Linked DNA regions of Mus musculus: all the other regions are linked to region 1. The links are chromatin contacts, called in public Hi-C and HiChIP or PLAC-seq maps. All regions are on one chromosome and are shown on one strand. Each heading gives the region's core, a stretch centred on a gene start, on an enhancer-like site or on the middle of the called end of the contact. The rest is flanking DNA. Distances are from core to core; before and after follow the strand shown.

Evidence for each region. A called contact is a pair of places that touch in the nucleus more often than the background predicts. HiChIP or PLAC-seq counts read pairs in DNA pulled down with a chosen protein or histone mark.
Region 2: an H3K4me3 HiChIP or PLAC-seq map of bone marrow-derived macrophages shows a contact between it and region 1, with 3 times the contacts expected there. The contact joins two enhancer-like sites. A contact is called at or near these places in 1 of 484 Hi-C or Micro-C datasets (embryonic fibroblasts), 8 of 115 datasets of contacts at active chromatin or transcription factors (acute myeloid leukemia, bone marrow-derived macrophages, embryonic basal ganglia and 4 more) and 1 of 9 other capture datasets (embryonic stem cells).
Region 3: a Hi-C map of bone marrow-derived macrophages shows a contact between it and region 1, with 22 read pairs. The contact joins two enhancer-like sites. A contact is called at or near these places in 5 of 15 datasets of contacts at CTCF or cohesin (the NIH/3T3 cell line, embryonic stem cells, liver and 1 more), 77 of 484 Hi-C or Micro-C datasets (the AML12 cell line, B cells, the C2C12 cell line and 35 more), 8 of 115 datasets of contacts at active chromatin or transcription factors (acute myeloid leukemia, astrocytes, bone marrow-derived macrophages and 4 more) and 1 of 9 other capture datasets (embryonic stem cells).

Annotation. Positions count from the first base shown.
Region 1 is chr10:120,691,845-120,696,013 of GRCm38.p6, reverse strand. Gm35062 (a long non-coding RNA gene) reads right to left here. Exons shown (of 3, transcript XR_872122.1): 2 at 1,203-1,414; 3 at 835-863. Among named protein-coding and RNA genes, the nearest start is that of Gm35062, 5.5 kb to the right of the region's middle. Within about 2 kb of position 1,328, at least 25 of the 459 cell types and tissues checked have an H3K27ac peak or open chromatin away from gene starts, as enhancers often do. A contact at or near this core is called in the NIH/3T3 cell line, bone marrow-derived macrophages and embryonic fibroblasts, where this site is marked.
Region 2 is chr10:120,401,349-120,405,050 of GRCm38.p6, reverse strand. The region is part of intron 3 of Hmga2 (high mobility group AT-hook 2); the gene reads left to right. Among named protein-coding and RNA genes, the nearest start is that of 9230105E05Rik, 14 kb to the right of the region's middle. Within about 2 kb of position 1,885, at least 28 of the 459 cell types and tissues checked have an H3K27ac peak or open chromatin away from gene starts, as enhancers often do. A contact at or near this core is called in bone marrow-derived macrophages and embryonic fibroblasts, where this site is marked.
Region 3 is chr10:120,307,163-120,311,400 of GRCm38.p6, reverse strand. No RefSeq gene overlaps it. Among named protein-coding and RNA genes, the nearest start is that of 1700006J14Rik, 55 kb to the left of the region's middle. Within about 2 kb of position 2,975, at least 47 of the 459 cell types and tissues checked have an H3K27ac peak or open chromatin away from gene starts, as enhancers often do. A contact at or near this core is called in the NIH/3T3 cell line and bone marrow-derived macrophages, where this site is marked.

The DNA of each region.
Region 1 (4,169 bases), core at 79-2,578:
CTTTCCCAGAATGTAGAATGTTTAATTGTAATGAAAACAGACAACTGGGAGGGGGGCTGTGCTCTTCAGTCTCTGGGTACACTGGGAAGCCCGTAGTTCTGCCCTGAATACTGGTGGTACCGTCTGAGGTTGGGGAACCTTTCAGAGAATATTTGCTAGGCACATCAACAATTTATCTCTTCTGAGGAGGGCCTGCTGTCTGAACACAGTCCTTGTGGCACCTCACACTAGCCTTCCTGCTCAGAAAAAAAAACAAAAACAAAAACAAAAAAACCCTTGACTTGCCTTAATGCTCTGTCTTGGCTGTTTTGAAATTCCAAACAAAAGACTCCATTTTGCCTCTGCCCTTGTAAACTGCCTCTGCCTGCAGTCTCCACCTCTGCCACCTCTCCTCCCTTCTTCAAGGGTCTTTGGTTCTCTGTTTCCATCTTATCAGGGAGAGGAGCCACTCTCTCCCACTGTCTATGCTCTAATGACTTTACTTGCCCGCCCTGGAGAATGGGCGTTTATCTCCTGAGTCAGGTCAAGAAGGGCAGCAGATGACGTCCGGGATGGGGACGTTGTGGTCTTCCGTTTTGCAGAGGTCTTGTCTTTGTTAGCTAACTTTGTTAACTCTGAGATTGGTTTCTGACGGTTTCGCCCGCTTGAAAGGAGATGCTGGGATTCGAATTCCAGCACCAATTGCTGCTACACCCAGAAAAAAAAAACAAGGTGAGAGCCAGAAAACACAGGTTGAGAGGGTGGTAGCAACAGTACACACCTTTAAGCCCAGCACTTGGGAGTCAGAAACAGGTGGATCTCGGTGAGTTGGAGGCCAGTCTCCAGAGTGAGTTTCAGGACAGCCAAGGCTACACAGAGAAACCCTGTCTTGAAAAAAGACAACAACAATTACAAAAAAACAAACTAACAAAAAACAAAAAGCAAAACAAACAAAAACAGACAACAAACAAAAAGCCAGACCAGACCAAACCAAACCACCCCCTTCTCCTACATAAAGCAACCGAACAGTAGAGACCTCAGTTGGATGTGACAGTAGACAGTCTCATACAGATCTCAGTTCAACCTGGGACACTTTAAACTGAAAAGAGATTCTGCTCCCAATACAGCAGTAAAATGTGAACTGGGGCCATTACAGGGTGGGGACAGATGCAAATGTAGGAGGGAGGGAGGACTTGAACCTATGTGGCCCCTACTGTTCTCACATTCATTAGGAGACTAGGTCAGCCTTCTTGACCATGAAACCTTTCCGCTGCGGTCTTGTTGATTTCGTTGGGGAAAGAACAGGCGGCAGGCTGGGCGGGCTGGGTTCGCGAGAAGGGAACCGCATTCGTGAGAGGTCCTGAATGCGCATTCCGCAGTTGCAATTGGCCAGCGCTCCAGGCATGAATGGGGAGAGTTTCATCTTCACGATTTACTGAAAACAGACGGTGAAGTTCGAGAAGCAAATGTGAAACGCTCATTCCGAAAGCCTTTTTATATACATGTTAAATCAGTGTGTGGGAAAGAGACCACAGAGATTGTTTAAACATTCGTACTGATGACACTCCGGCTCTAAAATATGCAGTTCCTTGTAGTTATAGGCAGAATTAATCACATATGGAGGAAGTCATCTTTTGAAACCGGATTAAAAGGAAATAGTTCATAACTCAGTGATATCAACATGCACGCCCCTCCCCCGCCCCCCGCCCAGGCCTGGGACACTCCTCTGCCTCCTTATCTCCCACTGTCTGAAGATGTTATTTTCTCACTTGGGGTGCCATGATCCAGCTATGTGACTCTGCAGAGAGAATCTGGATGTGGAGCCAGAATGGAAGAGATATCATTTAAGCCTGACTCAAGACCAGAATAATTAGGAGTCTCTTCCTGACCCTCGATTCTGCAGTTCAGCTGAGGTCTCTAGTCCTACTGTTAATAGGAAACATAGGAAGACAGGTCATCTCTACCCTTGAACTTCATCAGGAGAAGGCAGCAAGACATTTGGCTTAAAGAGTCTTCCCTCACCACTAGCATCCATCTTTAACTACATTACCCCAAGTGCTTGACAGGGACTTTTGTCAACCACAGGCAGTTAGGCAGCTTGGGAAAGAACCCTTATCTATGGCGCTCACTGGGGAAACCTATGGCAGTCACCTAAAGACAGTCTAAGTACTGGTCCAAGTCTCTCTCTCACTCACTCACTCCCCCTAAGACATCATGTGCTGTACAAAGTACTGGTAGGTGAACCCCATGTGTATCACCCACGGAAGTCATCTGGTTTTAAGGGAGCTGCTGTTTTTAAAAAGAGCAGTCCCACTAATACCCCCCCTCTCTCACCCCTCTCTTTTCCTTTCTTCCTTTCCTCTACCTCCTCCTCTTCTCCTCTTCTTCTTCTTCAAGATACACTGAGTTGAGAATATCCACGTTCATTTTGAAGTTCCTTCCCTTAAATGAGAGATTGTGTGTGTGGATGGGGGTGTGGGGTGTGTCTGGACTGAGACATGAGGCAATTCCGAAAATATGAATGAAAGAATATAAATATTTCTCCGGCCTCTGTAGTCTTCATTAAAGCACACCAGAGGAAGAGCCGGGCTGCCCTTCTATATTTAATTTGGACTCCAACCTCTTCAGCAGCATGATTAATTTTAGCTTATCATATGGAATGTCTGCCTACCTATAAATAAGTCTATTCATCTTTAGGAGGGCATAAATATGCCTCCTGTTTTACAGCCCCCCAAAAAAACCAAAACCCCAAAAAACAAAACCCTTTCATATCATTGTAATGAGATCTTTTTCCAGGACAATAGCTCAGCTCAGCCTCGGTTCCATTGTGCTTTCTTAACTTCCTGTTTGAAAAGTGTGTAAGTGAAAGTGTGTCTCCCCGGATGATTGTGAGCAGTGTTAGGTGATGGGATGTGAACCATGGATGAGAAAGGAGGACCTGGGCAGATCTCAAAGGAATAACTACAGAGAAATGGAGAAGAAGAACAGGGAGGAGGAAGAGATGGAGAAGGGAGAGGTGGAGGAGGAACAGGAGAAAGCAGAGGAAAGCAAGAGGGTTGGTAGTGTAAATCTAAGGTAGAAATGAAGGTGTTTAATTTTTAAGCTGTTCTCTCTGCTGTCCCCTAAAATGCTGGGAATGCTACCCACTGTCCTTGTTCATTAGCAAGCAGACTCTGCATTTCCTCATATCCCAGCGTTCCCTGGGCTCAGGTAAAGTCTATATGTCTGTCTACACAGAAAACGAATTTGCCTACACAAAACACCAAAGGGGATCGTGTTGTCAGTCGCCTTGAGGCAGACGATATTAAAAATCACTTTCAGGGGACTTGGCAGTGTGGCTCAATGGTAGAGAACTTGCCTGGCTTGCCAATGTGCTGGGTTTAATTCTAGCTCCACACTCTCCTCCCCCCCAAAATAAAAAAAAAATTGAATTATCCATCACAATTTTAACACATACCTCAAGTAGGCTTTATTGATAAAAGCAATCTATTAGGTACGAGATGATACATTTCTTGAAAATCATATTGCTGTAGGAAAATGTACCTCTTATTTCTAGGGCTATAACCCACTCCTTGAACTCAGACCTTTAAATGAAAGCTCACATATGGGACTCGTGCATAGGAAACACAGGGCCAGTTTTCCCTCCCTAGCTCAGTCCCTATTTAAAAAAAAAAAAAAGATGTGACTTCTAGAAGACAAAGGACTTGCCTTTCTCCTGACAAAGCTCTTCCCACTGGTGAATAGTAAGCAAAAGCAGTGTCCCCAGGAACGTCATGTGTCTGAGCTCCCAAGGGCAGGAAGCTTTAGTTTACCAGGTGTCTCTGACCAGTTCCAGGTCATTTTTTTCAGAAGCCCCTGCTTAGTCATGCTTCCCAATGCCCTGGAAGCACAGCCAAGCAAACAGAAGGCACTGAGGCTATCTTCCCGAGCATGGCTGCTCTCTGTGATATATAAACACATATTCACAGAGCAGGCAGGACTCATGAAAGATGCTGAGATATCAGTGAGCGACCCCACAGTCATTTCTACCACCAGTCAAATGGTCACGAAGATCCCGGGGATTAAATATAGAAGACAGGGCTAAGGAGCAAAGAATCACTCAATTGACAAATGGCTGCCACCTTTCACCCAGTTGCTTCTACTTGTAGGATCTAGGCTCCAAACACTCACACAGAAGTGCTGGCAGTACA
Region 2 (3,702 bases), core at 636-3,135, 290 kb after region 1:
TGTTGATCTAATTTTTAAAAGTGAATAAAGGAGGTTAACTTTAATTTGTTGGTGTACTACCCTTAGTAATCGTGTTAGTAACTAAATCATTTTAACTCCAAAATGTACATTCAAGCCTTCTGTTTGTCTGCACATTAATCCCATACCTGTATAAGCCACAATACTTTCCAAAGCTCACATCAAAGTAATTGTTTTGCCTGGCGCCAGTACAAATTTCTGCTGGGACCTGCCCCATTTAATATAAATTATATTACCTGTGGCATTTAAGAGGGTGTAAGGTGTGCTGTGCCCCACAGGCAGGAAATTTAAACTATGGATTGATTTTTTTTTTTCCAATCTCAGATGTGTTCCTCTTATGCAGAATATTTAGCGTCCCTAGTTTTCTGTTTAATCTTTCTACAGGCATCTTTTGAATTTTGCCTTCACAGGCAAGACAAATTCAAATTTTCTCACATCCCTTTTTAGGCTAAGAGTGACAAATTCTCATGTGAGGGAAAAACTTTAGAAAAGGAAGGAAGAGAAGGGGGGTAGTGGAAGAGGGAGAGGGGTGAAGGTAATGACATAAAAATGGGGCTCCTTGACCCAATTAACCAAATCACTGTGCTTCTAGCATGAAGTCATGCCTCTGCTTTGTCCACATAGACGTCATACTGAAGTACAGCATCCATGAGCAGAGACTCAGAGACAGAATTGTGTGCAAGTCCATTCAGCACAGCGGTATACCCTATGGTAGGTCCAAGACGTTAGCCTCCACATCTGTGGTAGAACATGCGATCACTCAGCGTTGGGCCGGAAAGCCTCAACCCTTCTCATGAGTTCACATTCCCTAGACTCGCCGTGTGACTCCTCTGTAGCCCACTGAGGTCCTTTGGTTGGAGACTGTACATGTTGCATTTTGGGCATTGATGGTGAAGTCTATCCACACTCAGTAGGACAAAGAAAAGGGTAAATTAAAGTTACAGCAGAGAGTAGAGGATATGTGAGAATGGGCAGAAAGGAAGAAGAGACAGGGAAATGGAAAGAGATCACAGGAGGAGGCTAGGGGAGCTATATCAGTAAACACACTCGCCTCACCTGGCCTCCTTGGTGTCTAGAGACTCCTTTTTCCACAGCTTTCCCTTTTGTTAAAGATGAAGGCTGCGGAGCCGCTGTTCTCTGGGTTCATTAAATTTGGAAGCTCCGAATTCAATGCTCAAGTTTCTGAAATACAGACTAGGCGTAGCAGTGACAAGTCACTGAATGTCAGCAGCAGGGGGAACTGCTTGGTAATTTTCTCTAGACCCCTATTCTCTTCCTCAGTGGAGCCCCTACAGACTTCAGGAATGGCCAGTCCTAGGACGTTAAGACACAGTGCTGTGTCCTGACACACAACTCATCAGCATTTCACTCTTTTCAGTAATGTGCGCTAAAATACAGAATGGGGTTGTTATAACTTTTCTTATGTGCATGAAGCAGTTTGATTGAATTCATCCCCCTCCCCAACCCCCTCGAACCCTTCATTTTAGAACAACCCTCTGTACACCCAACACACTTGGGATATTTGATAATTATAGCATTCAAGGCCAACTAAAGTTACTGAAAATGCCTCCGGGCCCCACAGTTGGATGCAGGGACGATCCGGGTCTTGTCACAGAAAGTAGATATTCAAAAGCTGGACTAACAAATGTACCAAATCTACACTTGACATTAAAGTTAGCTTTTAGATTAAAGAATGGTTTAATAATGGGGCTGGTTGTTCTGAGAATCGGGCTCCTGAGAACCTCTCTAGACTTCCAGCCTTCCCCGAAGCAGGTGATGGAGCAGCTAGCTTCCACGACCTGGTCAGAGTGGCTTCTCTGCTGGCACTCCACTTGGCAGAGGTCCAAGGGAAGTTGGGCAGTGACAGCACGATGAGAACACAGGAGACAGGCTGGGTCACAGTCACACTAAGCTCTGCATCTGATTCTCCTATTATCTAAGCATGGCCAACTCCATGCTAAATAATGACAGCTAACACTGGCTCTTCCCAAAGACAAGACTCCAAAGAGCACTGGTTCATCTGAATTGCCATCAACAGCAAATGGAACTCTGTTTAGCTTCTCGCCTGGTTTCCTCTGTCACATTTGTGAGGGTGAGGTCTCTTACATGATAAAGAATCCCCACATTTCTCCACACACACAGACCCAGGGCATCTTTGAGAAAACAGTGACACAGAGGATGGTAAAGGTTTGGGATTCACTATGTGTTGCTGTATGCTTATTAACAATTTCATGCTTCAAATTATTTTACGATCGTGACCAAAGGGGAATGAGGCAACTGCAGTGCTATCTTGTTACTAAAGACTATGTTCTGTGGGCTACAGCACACACATGGACATACAATACACAGACACCCATGTATACACACATATACACACCCATGCACATAGGTGTATGTATGCATAGATACACAACACACACGTGTATATTTGTATCTATACACATACAAATATATTGTGTATATGATCACATATATATGCGCATACACTACATACATGTATGTGTACGTATATACACATTTAGGAGCTCTCATGAGCAGGCTTGCAATGCTGATTCCTGATCTAGTCACTCAGTAAGCTCTCTTCTCTTCTGATCATTGTTAAAGCCCTGAACACCCCTCTGTTCTTTTCCTCGACACCCTCCACAGACGATTCTAAAGGCAAGTGACGGATATTTAAATTATTTTTATTTGTGTTCGTAAGCTAAATGAGCTTTTTAAAAAATTAACATCAAAGTGAAATTGGTGCATTTCTATATTCAGGAATTAGTTTTCTGCAAAGAACATTAATTTAAAACTTTTCAACACAGAAAAAAAAAAATAGACCCAACCCTGTGACCTCATCTGTGTTACATTTGAATAAACGAATGAATAAGCAAATGAAGGAAAGAATGTTCCCTGGAAGCCGAGTAGGTTTCAACAAAGAACAGAGCTCTCAGACATTGTTCTCAGTGTGTCCAAAACTCGTCTCATTGGTATGTGTGCAGGATGACGTCAGTGGCCAGGATGTGGGGTTCTTCTCTGTGGCTCTGTTCCTTGGGATTCTTCATTGTGTTTATCAGCTCTTCAGCCACCCAAGGAAACAATCTATAGAATTACAGTCATTCACGTGGATGTTAGAAAAATGAGCCAACATGGTGCGGTTGACAGGCAGCCAGCCCTCACAGAGTACTTGGCAGAATAGGCTAAAATTCCGGGGAGGGGGACGGGCAGGGAAATATTGGGTTTGAAATCCATTCAAGGACTTCAAGTTGGACCTCAGCTCTGCTGGTTTTTAGCTAGATGGTTCCTTGGCTTGACTGGGTCACAGCTTTCACAAGCCTTGAAATGTAGACTGTCTTAGGATAATGTCTGATATTTAGTGGGACACCATGGGCCAATACAGTGTTTGAAATGTGAATGTTATTAAACCTATGTAAAAGTCAAGTTTAAAAAAAAAATAACTATTTTGAGAGTACAAAAAGGCCCTCAAGTGCTCAGTTAGCCTTTAAATGCTTTAATGAGTTCTTGCGTGGAAGCAGGACCATTCTTAAATTCTCCCTTTTAAATGAAGATATAGTGTGAAAATATCTTTGGAGAAGCAGGTTCTATAGGCACAGTTAGTTACTCCAGACTTTCTCTGGGAATGTTCCAGTGTGAGTGTGTGTGTGTGTGTGTGTGTGCACGTGCGCACATGTGTATGTGCAT
Region 3 (4,238 bases), core at 1,726-4,225, 390 kb after region 1:
AGTGGTTTCATATCAGATAGCCTGTATATTGGATATTTTCATCACTACTAATAAAAGTAGCAAAATTACAATATGAAGTAGCCACAAAATAACTTTGTGGTTGGAGGATCACACAACATGAGGAACTGTACTGAAGGGTCGCAGCGTCAGGATCTTTGAGAACCCCTGCTCTGGAGCCTTGTTTTTTAAACGAAGCCTAGGGTAACATTAAGCATACAAGGAGGCGTCAGCTTTCAGAAACTTCTCTTACCACTGAGCAAATGATTTCTTCTTGTCTGTTAAATTAAATAGTAAACATTAGAGGAACGTGACATGATTTAGAGACTTTTTTTATGTTCTATTTTTCTAACAAAATGGTTTTTTTTGTTATATTTCACACAAGTATGACTGACTGGAAAAATTTTAAGTGCTTTCTGCTCTGCCCGTATAGTTTGAAAGCCAGTAGACTCAGCTATGAAGTGACCTGCAGACGCAGGTAACAGTATTATGAAGGAAATATGGGTTTGCATCCATACATCCATACTTGCATACATACCACACATGCACCACACACATCACAATGCTTATCTATATAACACAACAGCCAGCCCTATGCAAACAAAGCCCAAAGCTCAGTGAATCTATTTTCTCAACCAACCAAGGAGATTGCTCAGCTAGGTTGGTCTGATTGAATGGTTGAACCAAAATGTGAGTGGGATGGATTGCCCCCCTCACCCCCACCCAGCCCTCCCTACCTTCCTCTTTTTTTTCCTCCTGTTCTGTGTAAAGGCCATAGCCCTCCCTCTCTCTTTAAAGAGTTATGCCAAGAAGCAGTACTTACATTCATCAATAAAATATAGCTAGACAGAGGAGGGAAAAAGAGACGTGGAAGATACACAGAGAAAGGAAACTCTGTGGGGGGTAGGGAACACCAGAATACACTGGACACCAGAATACACTGGACACCAGAATACACTGGACACCAGTGCCCACAACAAGCTAAAGAAATCCCCTTCTAAATCTCCTGCAGTTCATGCTTCCTGGATGCTTTTATTGATATATTTTCATCATCTAGAAAAGGAATATATATATTATATATATAATTATATGCAATATATATATTCCTTTTCTAGTTGATGAAAATATATCAATAAAAGCATCCATATATATATATATATATATATATATATATATATATATATATATATATATATATATAATCAGAATTGGCATGTCTTCTAAAAGTCACTCGTGAACATTCCTGGTGAGGCCCCATAACTGCCACTCACCCCAGATAACACAGGACTTACATTATACCCAAGCCATTTTCCCACAGACTGTGAGATATGGAGGGTTAAAAAACAGGGCCCCCACCCCCGGCTTGACTGTATGTCCTCCACCCAAGCCGCCCCTCGACTGTGCTCAATACAGTGCAGATTGGCTCGGCCTCACCTGTGACTAATGTTAGACACATGCCTGGGAGTTTTTGACAGCTTTTGTGTTTCATTTCACAATCAAGGGAACAGGCTTGCCCAGTTCACAAGGAAACAGAGAGACGGATCTGTGCGCCTCAAGCTCTGCAGTCCATGTTTCTTCTTTGTCTGCTCCGAAAACAGAATTCCCTGGGGTTTATACTCTGGTTTTGTCTTCTGCACTATCCTCTTCTCCCGTCCATTTTCTGCACCATGACCCACTCCCCTCCCCCACCCTCATGTAGCTTTGGCTACAAATCAGAATAGCTCTCGGGGGCTAGAACCACATTGCAACCCTCCTGTGTTTCCTAAGGATTTTCCTTCGTTCCCCAGATTTTTTTTTTCCTGGCTTCCTCCAGGTGGGGTTCTGACCACAGAAACTGAAGCTAGCCCCCACCCCAACTGTAGAAGTTTATTGAAGTATGGTACGATAGTCTTACAAATGTCATTTTCTCCCTACTGTAAATCAAGGGACAGCTGTCTTTGGAATAAATTCCAAATAGTTGGTCTGGAAATGAGATTGGCAGTGGGTCCCTCCTCCATCCTGGCTGACATCTCCCCATTCATTGCTTTTCTGCTTTCATCCATTCATTGTTTGATGAGTCTATAAATACATCTCATCTGCTTCTACTTTGCTTTTTAAGAATAAACTGATACCAAACACGCTGCCTTAATTACATCCACAGGCAAAGCATAACAAGTTAAAGTGTTGTCACAATATAGTTTTAGAACTTGACATTGCTCATTATGCCAGCTGTGATAGAACTGGGTAATGAAAAAAAATCTTAATTCAAATGTATAAATGAGTAATCCATCAGGAAAGACACTTTTAACATTGATGGATGAAAGTGCCTAGAAACCTGTTATGCAAAGGAAAGGGCATGCATGGGAGGGCTGATGAGCTTCAGGCGGGGTACCAGAGCTGGGAGGCATGGCCCCCTCTGACACTGAACAAGTCAGTTCCTCCAAATTCAAGTCAGACTCGGAACACTGTCCCCAAGGTGACCTTGAGTGTCCTCATTACGAGGTGGCCACTGACTCACGAGGCTCTGAATCATGAGCACAGAAGGAAGAGGCAGACCGACTCTGACTCACTCCCAGAAAGCCCTAGTTTGGGAGAGTTCTACCTCTGGGATGCAGATGAGTCTTAAAGAAAAGGACACCTTATCACTCATACCTTGTTGCTGGAAAATTACTTCTTTAATGCCTTTGACTGACATCATAGGTTTCAAGTTGTAAGTTTCAGACAACAGAAGCCCATTGAAGAATGAGCATTCTGTAACTTTTAAAGAAAAATTTATTTGCCTAAGTCATTTTCACACAAAACATGATCATTTACACACACACACACACACACACACACACACACACACACATTGAGCAGCTGTTTGCATTCACTAAAGACTTCAAACAGTGCAAATTTAAACCATTATTACATATGTCAAATGAATTACCCTCACCCATTCTGCAATTATACTTTGCAAACCCAGCAAAGAATGCAGCCTGTCTGTGAGTCACTAACACATAACCCTGAGATACACTGCTCCTAAAAAAAAAATTTAAAGCTAAAGGGAGCATTGTGGTACACACTTTAATCCCAACAGAGAAAAGGCAGAGGGTGTCTGTGAGTTCCAGGCCAGTCTAATGTGCATAGTAAGGCCCTGCCTCACGAATAAAAGCAAAAAATAAAACAAAACCATTGCAGAAGAAGACATGATACTGAATGGGGAGGATGACCAAAAAAAAAAAAAAAAAAACTTGGGAAGCGAACATCTATCTCTGAGTAAGAAGTAAAGGTCAGCAAAAAACTCCAAGACAGGGAACTATTAGAGCGCTCTTCTTATCACACACAGAGAGCCACAAGAGAGCAGCAGCTAATATACTGTGAGTTGTGCGTGAAAACTGGTAGACATCAGAAAGATTTTAAGTGATTTAAAAGAAGGTAAGACTTGCAGATGGTCCAACCGCTTGGCTGCAAGATAAATCCAGGAAGAGTGACAACCAGATGTTTCACAGATTGTATAAGAACTATTCTAAACAGATAGGATTGGACGGTAAGAAAAAAAATCACTGTGGCAAAATACAAGAAATGATGGGCCATGCTTGTGGTGGTTTGAATATGCTTGGCCCAGGGAGTGTGTGGCACTATTTGGAGGTGTGGCCTTGTTGGCGTGGGTGAGACCTTTTTGAAGGAAGTGTGTCACTGTGAGTGTGGGCTTTAAGACCCTCATCCTAGGGCTGGAGAGATGGCTCAGCAGTTAAGAGCACCAACTGCTCTTCCAGAGGTCCTGAGTTCAATATCCAGTAACCACGTGGTGACTCACAACTATCTGTAATGAGATGAGATACCCTCTTCTGGTGTGTCTGATGACAGCAACAGTGTACTCACATAAATAAATAAATAATTTGGACCCTCATCCTAGCTGCCTGGAAGCCCATCTTCTCCTGTTTGACTTCAGAACAAGATGTTGAACTCTCAGCTCCTCCTGCACCATGCCTGCCTGGATGCTGCCATGCCATGCCTTGATGATAATGAACGGAACCTCTGAACCTGTAAGCCAGCCCCAATTAAATGCTCTCCTTATAAGAGTTGCCTTGGACATGGTGTCTGTTCACAGCAGTAAAACCCTAAAACACTGCTGGAACCATTCACCACTGGAAATATTTACTGGTAGAGACTGTGGGAGAGCTGACTCGAAGAACTATCCCCCTTGTTGACAGAAAAGAGGAAACTCAATATGCACACTGGGAGATTTCAAATTCTGAGGAGCCCTGGGCAGCACAAAC